2 separate regions of the Gossypium hirsutum genome follow, and region 1 is linked to region 2. The links are chromatin contacts, called in public Hi-C maps. All regions are on one chromosome and are shown on one strand. The core of a region is the stretch at or near the end of the contact, and the rest is flanking DNA. Distances in the headings are between cores, read along the strand shown.

What was found. Hi-C and Micro-C count contacts between places; a contact is called where the count stands out from the background.
Region 1: a contact with region 2 is called in a Hi-C map of leaf, with 1.8 times the contacts expected there. The contact joins the promoter of LOC121208483 here to the promoter of LOC107896932 in region 2. A contact is called at or near these places in 3 of 34 Hi-C or Micro-C datasets (callus and leaf).

The regions. Positions count from the first base shown.
Region 1 is chrA10:78,862,138-78,869,127 of Gossypium_hirsutum_v2.1, forward strand. LOC121208483 (acetolactate synthase 3, chloroplastic) reads left to right here and starts at 2,689. Exons shown (of 1, transcript XM_041079242.1): 1 at 2,689-4,999. The coding sequence starts at 2,764. The coding sequence ends at 4,743.
Region 2 is chrA10:78,569,074-78,575,148 of Gossypium_hirsutum_v2.1, forward strand. It overlaps LOC107896932 (calmodulin-like protein 7), which reads left to right and starts at 2,791. Exons shown (of 1, transcript XM_016822243.2): 1 at 2,791-4,002. The coding sequence starts at 2,927. The coding sequence ends at 3,577. LOC107896931 (protein FAR1-RELATED SEQUENCE 2) reads right to left here. Exons shown (of 3, transcript XM_016822241.2): 3 at 5,421-6,015. The coding sequence ends at 5,821.

The DNA of each region.
Region 1 (6,990 bases), core at 1,439-3,938, 290 kb after region 2:
ACTGGTTCTTATACATCAGCATGAGGTACACATGACATGTCATATGTCATTGTCTGGTTATTCTGTCAGTCATATTAGTTTTTAACAATACAAATGAATGAAATTTTTAACAGAAAGCACAAATTTGCTCTTTAATCTAACATACAGGGACTAATTTCCCATTTATTGTGTAGAGGAGGCAAAATGCAATCTAACTCCTAAAAAAGAATCTTACTTGTAAAAATCACTCTTTAAAATCTTTAGAATTGACAACTTACAAAAATTTAACTAAGTTTCGCCAATTTTCTCAAGACTATTTGGATTTCGAAAACTCAAAAATTGTTATTTATAAGTGACAATCTAAAACATCTAAAATAAGTTTTAAAAGTTACGTCTGTTCACTACCAAACTGATAATAAGTATGTGCAAAAGTCAATGATTGTCGTATCACTTCAATATTCAATCACATGGAAACATGTATCACATTCATTAATGTAAAAGTCACAAATCCCTGAAAATCAAAACGCTTATTACTACACATGTTCCTAACATACGTTAATTATAAGTACAAGTTGACTTTCATTGTTGTCACTCATGTTCCCAACGTTATGACAGTCACTAGCAAATCGACAATAAATATGAGGAAAAGTTAATGATTGTTATATCGATTCAATACTCAATCACATGAAAATGTGCATTACATTTATTAATGCAAAAGTTGCAAATCCCAAAAAATCAGAGCGCTTGTTACCACGCATGTTCCTAACATACGCTAATTATAAGTACCAATTGACTTTCAAGGTCATCACTCATGTTCCCAACATTTTGATTGTTCACTAACAAATCGATAATAAATACAAGGAAAAGTTAATGATTGTCATATCGCTTCAATAATCAAACATATTGCTTCAATAATCAATCACATGGAAACGTGTATCACATTTATTAATGCAAAAGTTGCAAAACCCGCAAAACCGAACCGTTTATTACCATGCGTGTTCCCAACGTATGCTAATCATAAACACCAACTGACCTTTCAAGGTCATCATCATGTTCTCAACGTTATGGCTGCTCACTAACAGACTGACAATAAGTATGTACAAAATTTAATGATTGTCGAATCGCTTCAATATTCAATCACATGGAAACGTGTATCACATTCATTAATGTTAAAGTCACAACTCCCTGAAAATCAGAATGCTTATTACCATGCATGTTCCTAACATATGTTAATTATAAGTACCAGTTGACTTTCAAGGTCACCACTTATGTTCCCAACGTTATGACTGTTACTAGCAAATCGACAATAAATACGAGGAAAAGTTAATGATTGTCATGTCGCTTCAATACTCAGTCACATGAAAATGTATATCACATTTATTAATGCAAAATTCGCAAATCCTTGAAAATCAGAACGCTTATTACCACGCATGTTCCTAACATACGTTAATTATAAGTACCAAATGACTTTCAAGGTCGTCACTCATGTTCCCAACGTTCTGACTGTTCACTAACAAATCAACAATAAATATGAGGAAAAGTTAATGATTGTCACATTGCTTTAATACTCAGTCACATGGAAACGTGTATCAGATTTATTAATGCAAAAGTTGCAAAACCTAAAAAATTGCAACGCTTATTACTACACATGTTCCCAACCTATGCTAATCATAAGCACCATTTGACCTTTCAAGGTCGTCACTCATGTTCCCAATGTTATGGCTGCTCACTAACAACCCGACAATAAATATGTGGAAAAATTAATAATTGTCATATCGCTTCAATACTCAATCACATGGAAACATGTATCACTTTCATTAATGCAAAAGTCACAAAAACCCAAAAATCAAAATGCTTATGACCACACATGTTCCTAACATATGTTGATCATAATACCATTTGACCTTTTAAGGTTGTCACTCATATCTCTAAAATTTACTTATACGTACCCTTCAATGTGTTTAACACACAAACACCTAAAACAAATAAGTCTTGATGAATGTCACTTTGTAATCTCCCTCTCAACTTGGGTGAGGACAATTGTTTAAATAAATCATGTTGCATGAAGAAGCTACCTCACTGCATGAAGAAGCTTACCCAATACAACTAGAAAGCAACCTTAACACTGCATCACACTACTTCACCTAAAGAGATGCTCTTGCCAAATACTATAAGATCATTTACAAAAAGGTCATGCATGTATAGCATTTAGATCGACAACAAGTCACATCAACCTTGCATAATAACCCTTTAACAAGACAACATAGCTTCCAGTCACATCTTAGTGCACTTGTTGACATCTTAGTGCACTTGTTGAGAGTCCTCTGTGACTCAATAATTTCTTTGTTAAGATAGTTTTACACACCCAAACTTTGTTAAATATATTCAAAACCTTAAAACATCTCTCTTAGGCCTTAACCTATCTGATCTAGCTTTCAACATCACTGTGCGAACTACCGTTACCCATCCATTACCTAAACTTGCATCAATGGATTAGATTTCACATAAAAAGCAAATGATTGTTAACGATTTGATTGAGATTTTCAAAACCATGAAATACATGGCCAAAATTATTCAAATTAAAGTAGAAAGACTAATGATGTAACTTGAGTAAAGAACAGGGACTGTTCTTAATATATGACCAAAATGAATAAAACAAGAAGGGCAAAAGGGTAATGTAGGTAAAATCGAAACTTTAAAAGGGAATCACAATCACACTTTTCTTCCCACTCTCGCTCGCCACAGACACCAAAGAAAGGCCTCACCACAAGCCTCTCATCGACAATGGCGGCTGCCACTGCGAACTCCGCTTTGCCTAAGCTTTCTACGTTAACTTCCTCCTTCAAATCTTCCATACCCATTTCCAAATCCAGCCTTCCCTTCTCCACAACCCCTCAAAAGCCCACCCCTTACCGCTCCTTCGACGTTTCCTGCTCTCTTTCTCATGCAAGCTCTAACCCCAGATCCGCCGCCACATCCGTTACCCCAAAAAATGCTCCTCCCCATGATTTCATTTCCAGGTATGCGGATGATGAGCCCCGGAAAGGCGCTGATATCCTGGTGGAAGCCCTGGTTCGTGAAGGGGTCAAGGATGTGTTTGCCTACCCAGGTGGAGCTTCAATGGAGATCCACCAGGCTTTAACCCGCTCAAAAATCATCCGAAATGTCCTTCCGCGACACGAGCAAGGTGGGGTCTTTGCCGCCGAGGGCTACGCGCGCTCCTCTGGCATTCCCGGCGTTTGCATTGCGACGTCTGGCCCTGGGGCAACCAACTTGGTGAGTGGTCTCGCTGATGCAATGCTCGATAGTATCCCTCTCGTGGCGATCACTGGTCAAGTCCCTCGTCGGATGATCGGTACCGATGCTTTCCAGGAAACTCCAATTGTTGAGGTAACAAGGTCTATTACGAAGCATAATTATCTTGTTCTTGATGTGGATGATATTCCTAGGATTGTTAGTGAGGCTTTCTTTTTAGCTTCCTCGGGCAGGCCGGGACCTGTTCTGATTGATGTTCCTAAGGATATACAACAGCAACTTGCTGTTCCTAAATGGAACCATTCTCTTAGATTGCCAGGGTATTTGTCTAGGTTGCCTAAGGCTCCCGGTGAGGCTCATCTCGAACAGATTGTTAGATTGGTTTCTGAGTCTAAGAAGCCTGTTTTATATGTTGGTGGTGGGTGTTTGAACTCTAGTGAGGAGTTGAAGAGGTTTGTTGAGCTTACAGGGATACCTGTTGCAAGTACTTTGATGGGTCTTGGAGCCTTTCCGATTTCGGATGACTTGTCGTTACAAATGCTTGGGATGCACGGAACTGTGTATGCCAATTATGCTGTTGATAAGAGTGATTTGTTGCTTGCTTTTGGAGTGAGATTTGATGATAGGGTGACGGGAAAACTTGAGGCTTTTGCCAGCCGGGCAAAGATTGTGCATATCGATATCGATTCTGCCGAGATTGGGAAGAACAAGCAGCCTCATGTGTCAGTGTGTTCCGATGTGAAATTGGCATTGCAGGGGATAAATAAGATATTGGAGACCAAGGTAGCAAAGCTGAATCTTGATTATTCGGAATGGAGGCAGGAGTTAAACGAGCAGAAGCTGAAATTCCCTTTGAGTTACAAGACCTTTGGTGAAGCTATTCCACCTCAATATGCAATTCAGGTTCTTGATGAATTAACTGGCGGGAATGCAATTATAAGTACTGGTGTTGGTCAGCATCAAATGTGGGCTGCTCAATTTTACAAGTATAAGAAGCCTCGTCAATGGTTAACATCTGGGGGATTGGGTGCTATGGGATTTGGATTGCCTGCTGCTATTGGAGCTGCCGTTGCAAACCCAGAGGCAGTCGTTGTAGACATCGATGGTGATGGAAGTTTTATCATGAACGTGCAAGAGTTGGCGACTATCCGTGTGGAAAATCTTCCGGTTAAGATATTATTGTTGAATAATCAGCATTTGGGTATGGTTGTTCAATGGGAGGACCGGTTTTACAAGGCAAACAGGGCTCATACATACTTGGGAGACCCATCCAACGAGTCGGAAATATTCCCAAATATGTTGAAATTTGCTGAAGCATGCGGGATACCAGCTGCCCGGGTGACAAAGAAAGAAGATCTAAAAGCAGCAATGCAGAAAATGTTGGACACTCCTGGACCTTACTTGTTGGATGTGATTGTCCCACATCAAGAACATGTCCTGCCTATGATCCCCAGTGGAGGGGCTTTCAAAGATGTGATCACAGAGGGTGATGGAAGAACACAATATTGACCTCAATGAGCATCAAATGGTCTTTTTTGGGTAATGTATGTAATGAATGAGGGTGGGTTATGGGGGCTTAGTTTCTGAGTTATGGAACATAGTTTTTCTATGCTTTTAAAAACAACCAATTAGGTTTTCAGTTTGGTCTTATGCAAGTCTTGTAGGTCTTTAGTCTAGTAATGTTATGTAATGGGCGAATCTAAACTTGTTTTTGTTAGAATGATGAATGCTTTCGTTATAATATAAATATAAATAAGTTCAAATATTTTTCCAACTCTCAATATTTCTAATTTAAATTAACATCAGATTTAGTGGTCATGCAATGTAAAAGTGGTACAAAACTACGTACATGAAGATATCAGTGGGTTTGTGATTATTGAGAGAAAGAAGGGAGCTATGAGGTGCATATTATCAGCAATTTATTCTTCTTGTGATAGGTTAATTTATTAGGTGGGGAAACCCTTGATACGGAGCCATTGCCTAAAACATGTATCGCCCTTTTCTGCCCCATATATGGATATACAACTTTTCCCCTTTCCCAAGCTCAACTGCACCCAATTGTAAGTTTCCAGTCAATCACGACCCAGATCTTTTTTATATTTAGGTTGGGCTAGTTACAAATATTTTCTTATAATTAAATTTAAATGAATTTTGGCTAAACTACATATGTCATCTAATTAAAAAAAATTCTCATTTTAAGCATTTAATTTAATTTTTTTACAATTTAAGCACTATATTATATAGTTCGTTCATTTTAACCAGAAAACTCTAATGAAAATATGAAGGGGAACTATTTCTAAAAATTTTATTTTCTATATAATTTAAGTAAATAAAATTTTATCATTTTAGTCCCAATCTTTTAAAAAAGAAACTTCTTTTTTCACATTCCCAATTTCCTATCACCAAAAAAAAAAAAAAACCCAAATCCATAGATATCTCTTTTTGTGATTTGTTTTAATCAACATGCCTATTTCTATTGATTCATTTTTCCCTTTTCAAGTTTCAATCTCGTTTGATTTGTAAGCTTCTTCTCTTTCAAACTTTTTTTGTCAGCAAAATGATTGATTCCTTTTTCTAAAACATCACCAACTTCTTCCCCGTCCATATTTCTTCCATGTTCTTCAACTCATCTTCTTTAAGCTTATTATTATTATTATTATTTAAAGCCAAAAAAAAAAATGATGAAAAAAGGTATATTTTCAAAGGAAAAGAAATCAAGAAAATTGAATACATCTTTTGAGCTGGTCTTATTTCTACAGAGTTTGTTGTGGACGAAGGTTATGTTTGAGGTCGCTATTTTTTGATTTATCTTGTCGTTTTTTCAAATTTCTTTTGTTTATTTTTTATATTCCTATGTTAAAATTCGAGGAGCAGGATGGCCTTTGAATTACTAGGGATTTTCAGGTATTTAATTATTATTTTTTTCTTTATTTTGGTTAATAATTAGTATTGAGAAATTTATATTTTAGTCCTTTAAAGTGGTCTGCAACACTTATGACGTGGTAAATTGTGTCATGTGGTATCCAATAATTAGTTCACGTGTCAAAAAAAATACCATGTTAGATTCGTGTTAGAGTTTTTAACAAGAATGATCAAAATGAACAAACTATATAATTTGAGTGTCTAAATTGTAAATTTTTTATTTTGAATGCTTATGAGATTTTTTTTTAATAGTGGAGTGACTATTTGCATGGTTTACCCATTGATTTTTTAGAAGTAAGTATTACAAGTTTTCCATTTAAGGTCTTGACGGACAATTAAGTGGTGATGTGATATTTGATATTTGATGTAAAAAAATGTTAAAATGGAGGATTTAATTAATTTTTAATTATTTTATAAGGTGTTAATTGATTTTTTAAAATTATTTTAAAAGTGTCTAAATGATTTTTAATTATTTAATCATAAAAATTATTAACATATTATAAAATCTATAAGGATTATTAAAAATTTAGAAAAATTATAAAAGTTAAATATTATAAAATATTATTAATATGTTATGAAGAATATGAAAATACTATATAGATAATATAAAAATTTAGAAATTTATAGAATTTAAAAGAATATATAAAAACTAAAAAAAAATTTATTAAAAGTAATAAAAAGTTATAAAATTGTAAAAAAAATTTGGTATTTTGAAAGTTTTGGATTTGGAAAAATAATTGTAAGGGAATGGAAGGTTAAGGAAAGAGGATGATATGTTTATTTTGTTTGGATAGTTAAAAGTAATAAAGGAAAGGAAAGTGAAAGAATTTTCGC
Region 2 (6,075 bases), core at 1,541-4,040:
AACCCAACTGGCAATTAATTGCTATCCATTACATTAATTTGTGGGAAACATGTACCCACATCATATTTAATTATGCACACTGCTGGCTTTTGCCACACTAAATTATTTAATATGTGTGATTTGTTTATTTCTTTTATAATTTTTCATGTTATTTCCATTATAATTATATTTTAGACATATTGATATATATAAATTCCTGCTCAAAGGAGAAGTGATAGGATTTGAACCCGTAATATTTTGTACCCAAAACAAACACGATACTAAGCTGCGCTATATCCTTTTCAATTGGTCTACAATGTCATTGTAGAGAATCCCTATCTTGTTTTTCACACCCTTATTTCATCTATTGATATATAAAACGGATCTTTTTATTTCCTCTTTTTGGTCTCATATCATATAACAATAATAAATGAATATTTTTAGCGGGAATTTTAAGGCGGAAAGAGACCTATTTTGTTTTGCTATTTTAAAAAAGGAAAAATATATATTCATGTGTTCGTCTAATCTATTTGTTCGTTTTGTAACTTGTTAATGCTTATTTAATTGTATTTTTCTTGTCATGTTTAACATTATAAATCTAATTATATAATGTTATGTGTAATGATAAAAATATATATTCAAATTTCAACGATAATTCTAAATATAAAGTATAAAACATTAAAAAGAAACATTACAAATATACTTTCTAATACATTTTTTTAATGTACATGTATTTTTAAAAACATTAAAAAAAACGTAAACTCTAATTATTTTGTTTATGGATTTAATTTTTCTTAAAGGACATTTGAAACTCAGCATATAATTATTTTTTAAGTCTTACACGATTTGCATTTGCAAGTGCCCCTCTTAAAATATATTAAAAATAAATAAAATTAATGTAAAATTGAAATATATGCCTGCCTATATGGTGATTTTTTGTTGTTGTATTTTTTATGTTCATATTTGAGATTTGTGGTTACTTCTCTTAATAATATTATTTTTTAAATTTGAATTTACATGTCCCTTTAGACATACAATATATCTTATCAATGCATCCAGCACTTGTTGGTAATTAAAATATCCATTGATGATAATGTGTCTAAGATGAAAATAATTAGTGCTAATTAAAATATTCGAAATTTTTATTTTATTTTTTTATTTTGATATTTCAAGGGATCTCAATCCTAAAAAATCTATTACCTAAATGCAGATTTGGGCAATTTATGTATTGATGTCATAATCATGCTTAAATTTTTTTTTATATTTATTAAAAACTGTGATATACAAAAATAAAATGTAATAAAAAGTTAGGGTATAACTTACCCGCCCTTAACAGGATGAAATTATTACCACAAACTCACAAATTGAATTATAGGACCAACACTTAATAATTAATTAATAGACAAAAGACAGAAGTTCAATATAATAATACAGAATAATAAAACATGACAACAATATTATACAATATGCAATATGCATAAAATATAATATGTGCAAAAGTCTTTCTACCCAAAAAAGAAAAAGCAAGGTTCAGAATGAAAAGGTAAAAACAACTCTCCTATTGCTCTGGATTTTAATTTAGGATAAATTGTTCATTCTTAAAAAAATAAAATTAATTTAATCTCAGTAAATTTTAAAAATGAATAATTAAAAATAATTATTTATGACAAATAATGTTATTCATCAATTGTGTATAAATTTAATTGACATAATAATAAATTAATCTCTCATCATTTACATATTCTTCAATTCGATCAATATTCTAAAAGAATCATTTGAAAAAATATATAAAATTTTAACAACTAAACAACGTTGAAATATATATATATAAGTCATTAGCTTTAAATATATAGAGAGACCAAATATGTAAACTTTGAAAACTAAATTTGTTAAAAATATATAAAAAATTTAAAATAAATATACTTATATATAACTCATTACCTTTAAATATATATAGAGAGACTGAATGTGTAAAATCTGAAGATTAAATTTATTGAAAAATATAAAAATCATTAGCTTTAATATATATATATATTAACAGTTCGATTTAAATTTTGAAAATTGAAAAATAGATAAACTAAATTCTGAAAATAAAAATATAGAGACTAAATATAAAAAAAAATTGAAGTGTACATGGACTTATATCATATTTTTAACCAAATATAAAAATGCTTTATAGAAAAATCCCTTACGTTTTTTTTTTGAAAAATTATGTTTAAATAAAAGATTGAAAATATTTAAAACAATTAGCAAAAATCACGTTAAGATGGGATGAGACAAGATGAGAATGAATGTCTTATTTTATTGATAGGATTTGTTACCATTTTAGCAACTTTGACAGCTTGGTCAATTACTCGAGATTCACGATTATTTTATTTCTTAATACTAATAAAGTATAGGGATCAAATAGAATCATTTTCTTCTCAAAACTTTTGTTTTTTTTTTTTCATTTGAATTAATTCTCGTTGGGGAAGATTTGATATACCATAGAGGTTGGGTTTTTGTAATAATAAGAGTTACGGGTGATTGTTTTGGAAAGAGCAAAAATCAGTCAAAATCTAAATATAAAAGAAATGGATGTTAGACACAGCGGGAAAGCCAGAGTGGACTAATTCTAGTAAAATTGAGTTCGGAATGACCGTGCTTGAAGAAAACCAAGTCTCAGTCCCACACCTAAAACACGCGTAAACATCCGTTGAGGAAGTAGAGTAGAGTAAAGAAGAATAATAATAATAATAAGGCAACGGTCCCCTCCTTTAAAATTTCCCATTTCTCTAAAGATCCGTTATCAACGGTCCAATTATTTAATTCAACGAAACGCGTTTATTGGAACACACGCCGGCCTAACTATCCTCTAAATACGCTTTCTTTTCCCTTCCAAACTCCTCAACTATTTTTTCTCCCAAATTTGCTTTCCACCGCACAAATATTCGTTTCCCCACTTTCAATGCCCTCTTTTCTCTTTCGGATTTTCTTGCTATACAATCTCCTCCTCGACTATTTGGTCCCCAGAAAGCTCAAATCTTTCCTCTCTCCTTCTTGTACTATCACCACTCCCTTTGTTTCTGTCGGAGGTGAAACCGAAAAGAACCCATCTCCGGCAGTTGCATTGGCATCGGTCTCCCCTCGTTGTCCTCTAAAAAGAATGGACGCTGCTGAGTTGAAGAGAGTGTTCCAATTGTTCGACAAGAACGGAGATGGGTCCATCTCCAAGAAAGAGTTGAACGATTCGTTGGAGAATATGGGTATCTGCATCCCTGATCCTGAATTAACCCAAATGATCGAAAAGATTGATGTCAACGGCGATAAGTGCATCGATATCGACGAGTTCAGTGAGCTGTACCGATCCATTATGGATAATAAGGATGAAGAAGAAGATATGAAGGAAGCTTTCAATGTTTTCGATCAAAACGGTGACGGATACATTTCCGTGGAGGAGTTGAGGTCCGTTTTGGAATCGCTTGGGCTTAAGCAAGGGAAAGGGATCGAAGATTGTAAAAGGATGATAACGAAGGTGGATGTAGACGGTGACGGTAGGGTTAATTTTATGGAATTCAAGCAAATGATGAAAGGAGGTGGCTTTACAGCCATGGCATAAAACATTCCGTCTATATTGGATTTGTAGATAAGCTTGTAAGATCTTCGGGCTGCATTACATTTGTTGGAAAATGGAATCCATAACTTAAGAAAGGGAGAGGATGCAATGGGATGGGAGGAATGGGGGAACAATTTTTATCACCAAAGATTGATAGCAGTATGGTGTTTTTGGTTCCATTTTATTTGGGTTTATTTTTTCAGGATTGTAAGATTGGTTTGGGAATTTGGTGGTTTTATTGTTTCTGTTTCTGAATTTCCCCATTGTCTTTATTTTTTCTAATCTTAATTTCTTTTTTATTCCTCTTATTCCCTTGTGTATATTTGATATGTGATCTGCTTATTTATCATATTTTTATCACTAAGTGTTTCTGTCCTGGTACTTTTATATTAATATTATATGTTTAAATTTACGTATTTTTACATTAATATTATTATCAATATTGATCTAATTGAATTAAGATAAATATTCAAAATAATTACTCATATTACCTTTGTGATTTAGTCAAGAATCAAATATTCTTTTTTGGACATACTCGATTGTACACGCCAACTTTATTTGTGGGTTACAAAATTTAAGTCGAAACAAAAAATTAAAAGGGAAAATAAAGTAAATGCCCCGAATTCTTTCTTCTTCAACCCTAAACCCACTCTAAAATCTTCTTTTACAACTCTTAAAATCCAAAATTTGAGATAATCCACAAATTTCAGGTTGGGGTTATTCTTCTGTTATTTCAAAATTATAATATTTTGTGCATATTTTTGGTTCTAAGATTGATTTTTGTTGTTATTGGAAATTTTAGATGTGGATTAGGGTTTTCTTTTTTTAGTGTATTTTTTTTTGTCTTTTAATTTTAGTCTAACTTTAATTTTTCTTTTGCATTTTCAATCCTAGACAGCATCCACATATGAACACAAATGTAACATCTAATGTTATATGCTTCAAAAAATTGACATTAATAAATTGATATATTTCACATTAGTTTTTGTATTTATTTTAAGAGATAAAAGAAGGGATTGTCCAGATTTGAACTTACGACCTGATGTCAATCAAGATTTAAACGATCCCACAAGACCAGCTAATTGAATTTTGGCATCTTGTTTATGTTTATGGTGTAAGTTGTATAACAATAGCATAATGCAAAACTACTATTAGTGGTGCTGGGTATTCTCTCAAATCAAGCATTGACTACTACAACATTGAGAATTCCAGATTCAACCTTTCCCTCATTCGCTGGTCAAATTCTAAAAGAAGAACGTGAAAGAATAAGTGGCTACTTCTAGAACATGTTCATACATTTGACCTCTGCTCAAATTCCAAACTTGCGGGTAGATTCAGCTTTGATGTGCTTCAAATGACAAGAGTCTTCCACCCTGTTCAGGGTCCATCTCCACTGGTAAACAAATACTGAATTATCTTCCATGTTTGAGAAATTTTCTAACTATAATTATCTCAATGCTTATGAGAGGGCATACGAAGTTTGGGGTAATAAGTCAATCTAGTAATCGGTGTATTGAATCATGTTGGGTCGAAAGGAGGTGGTCTTCAGCCAATATCAAGGACTCATCATTGAAGTTCAAGGAAATTAATATGCAACAAAGCTATTGCGCCAAGGTTCAACTCAAAAAGCCAAATTCAATTCTATTATTGTCGAGTTGAACTTAAGCTTGAGCTATCAACCAAATTGAAATGCTTGCCTCAAGTAGCTTGTGATCCTAATCAAGGTTTTTTTTTTTTTTCTTCTCTAAATTAGTGTTCAAAAGCTCAATTCAAACTCAAACTTGAGTATAAATAATCGAGTTTAAGGTTGCACACAAAAATGAAGCTTATTGGGAAACAAACCTAATTGGCCTAATCAAATGAGCTTCAGCTATTCGATTTTTATGGCAAATTGTTGTTGAGCTTTAAAAGTAAAACTCAACTGAGTTCGACCAACCGAACTACGACCCTTCAATATCAGGTTGAGCTCAAACCTCCTACAGCTCCTTGGTTACATAATTTTTTATCATATTTACTTGTTTGAACAGAACTGAACACATTGAGAGGGGAATACCTGAGGAATCCCCAGCACATATTTCTTCTATCATGGTGGTTCCTAAGATACAATGTTATGTTAATGAATTACAATGTCAGCCTCAGAACAGTTAGACTGATGAAACCCAATGACTGAATTTACCAGTGTCCTACCGTTCTGAAATTATGTCTAGTTACGGCCTATCCCATGAAAAACTTACTCGTTATCATGGCTAGTTAAAGCTAGAATCATCGAGTTCAACCCTTTTCAGGCTGTCAACTATGTCTTCAACTCTAATCGACATGAATTCAGCATGTTCTTCAAGATCTTTGAGAATCATATGCAGTTGTTGTTGAAATGCCGCAGACCGTGCTCTTTCCCGATGTAGCTCATTGTATAGATCCTGTATTTTCTTATCCTTCTCTTCCTGCAATAGCATCAATGTAAGTATCTTACAGTCAAGGAGCATCATATGCATGATTTTCAA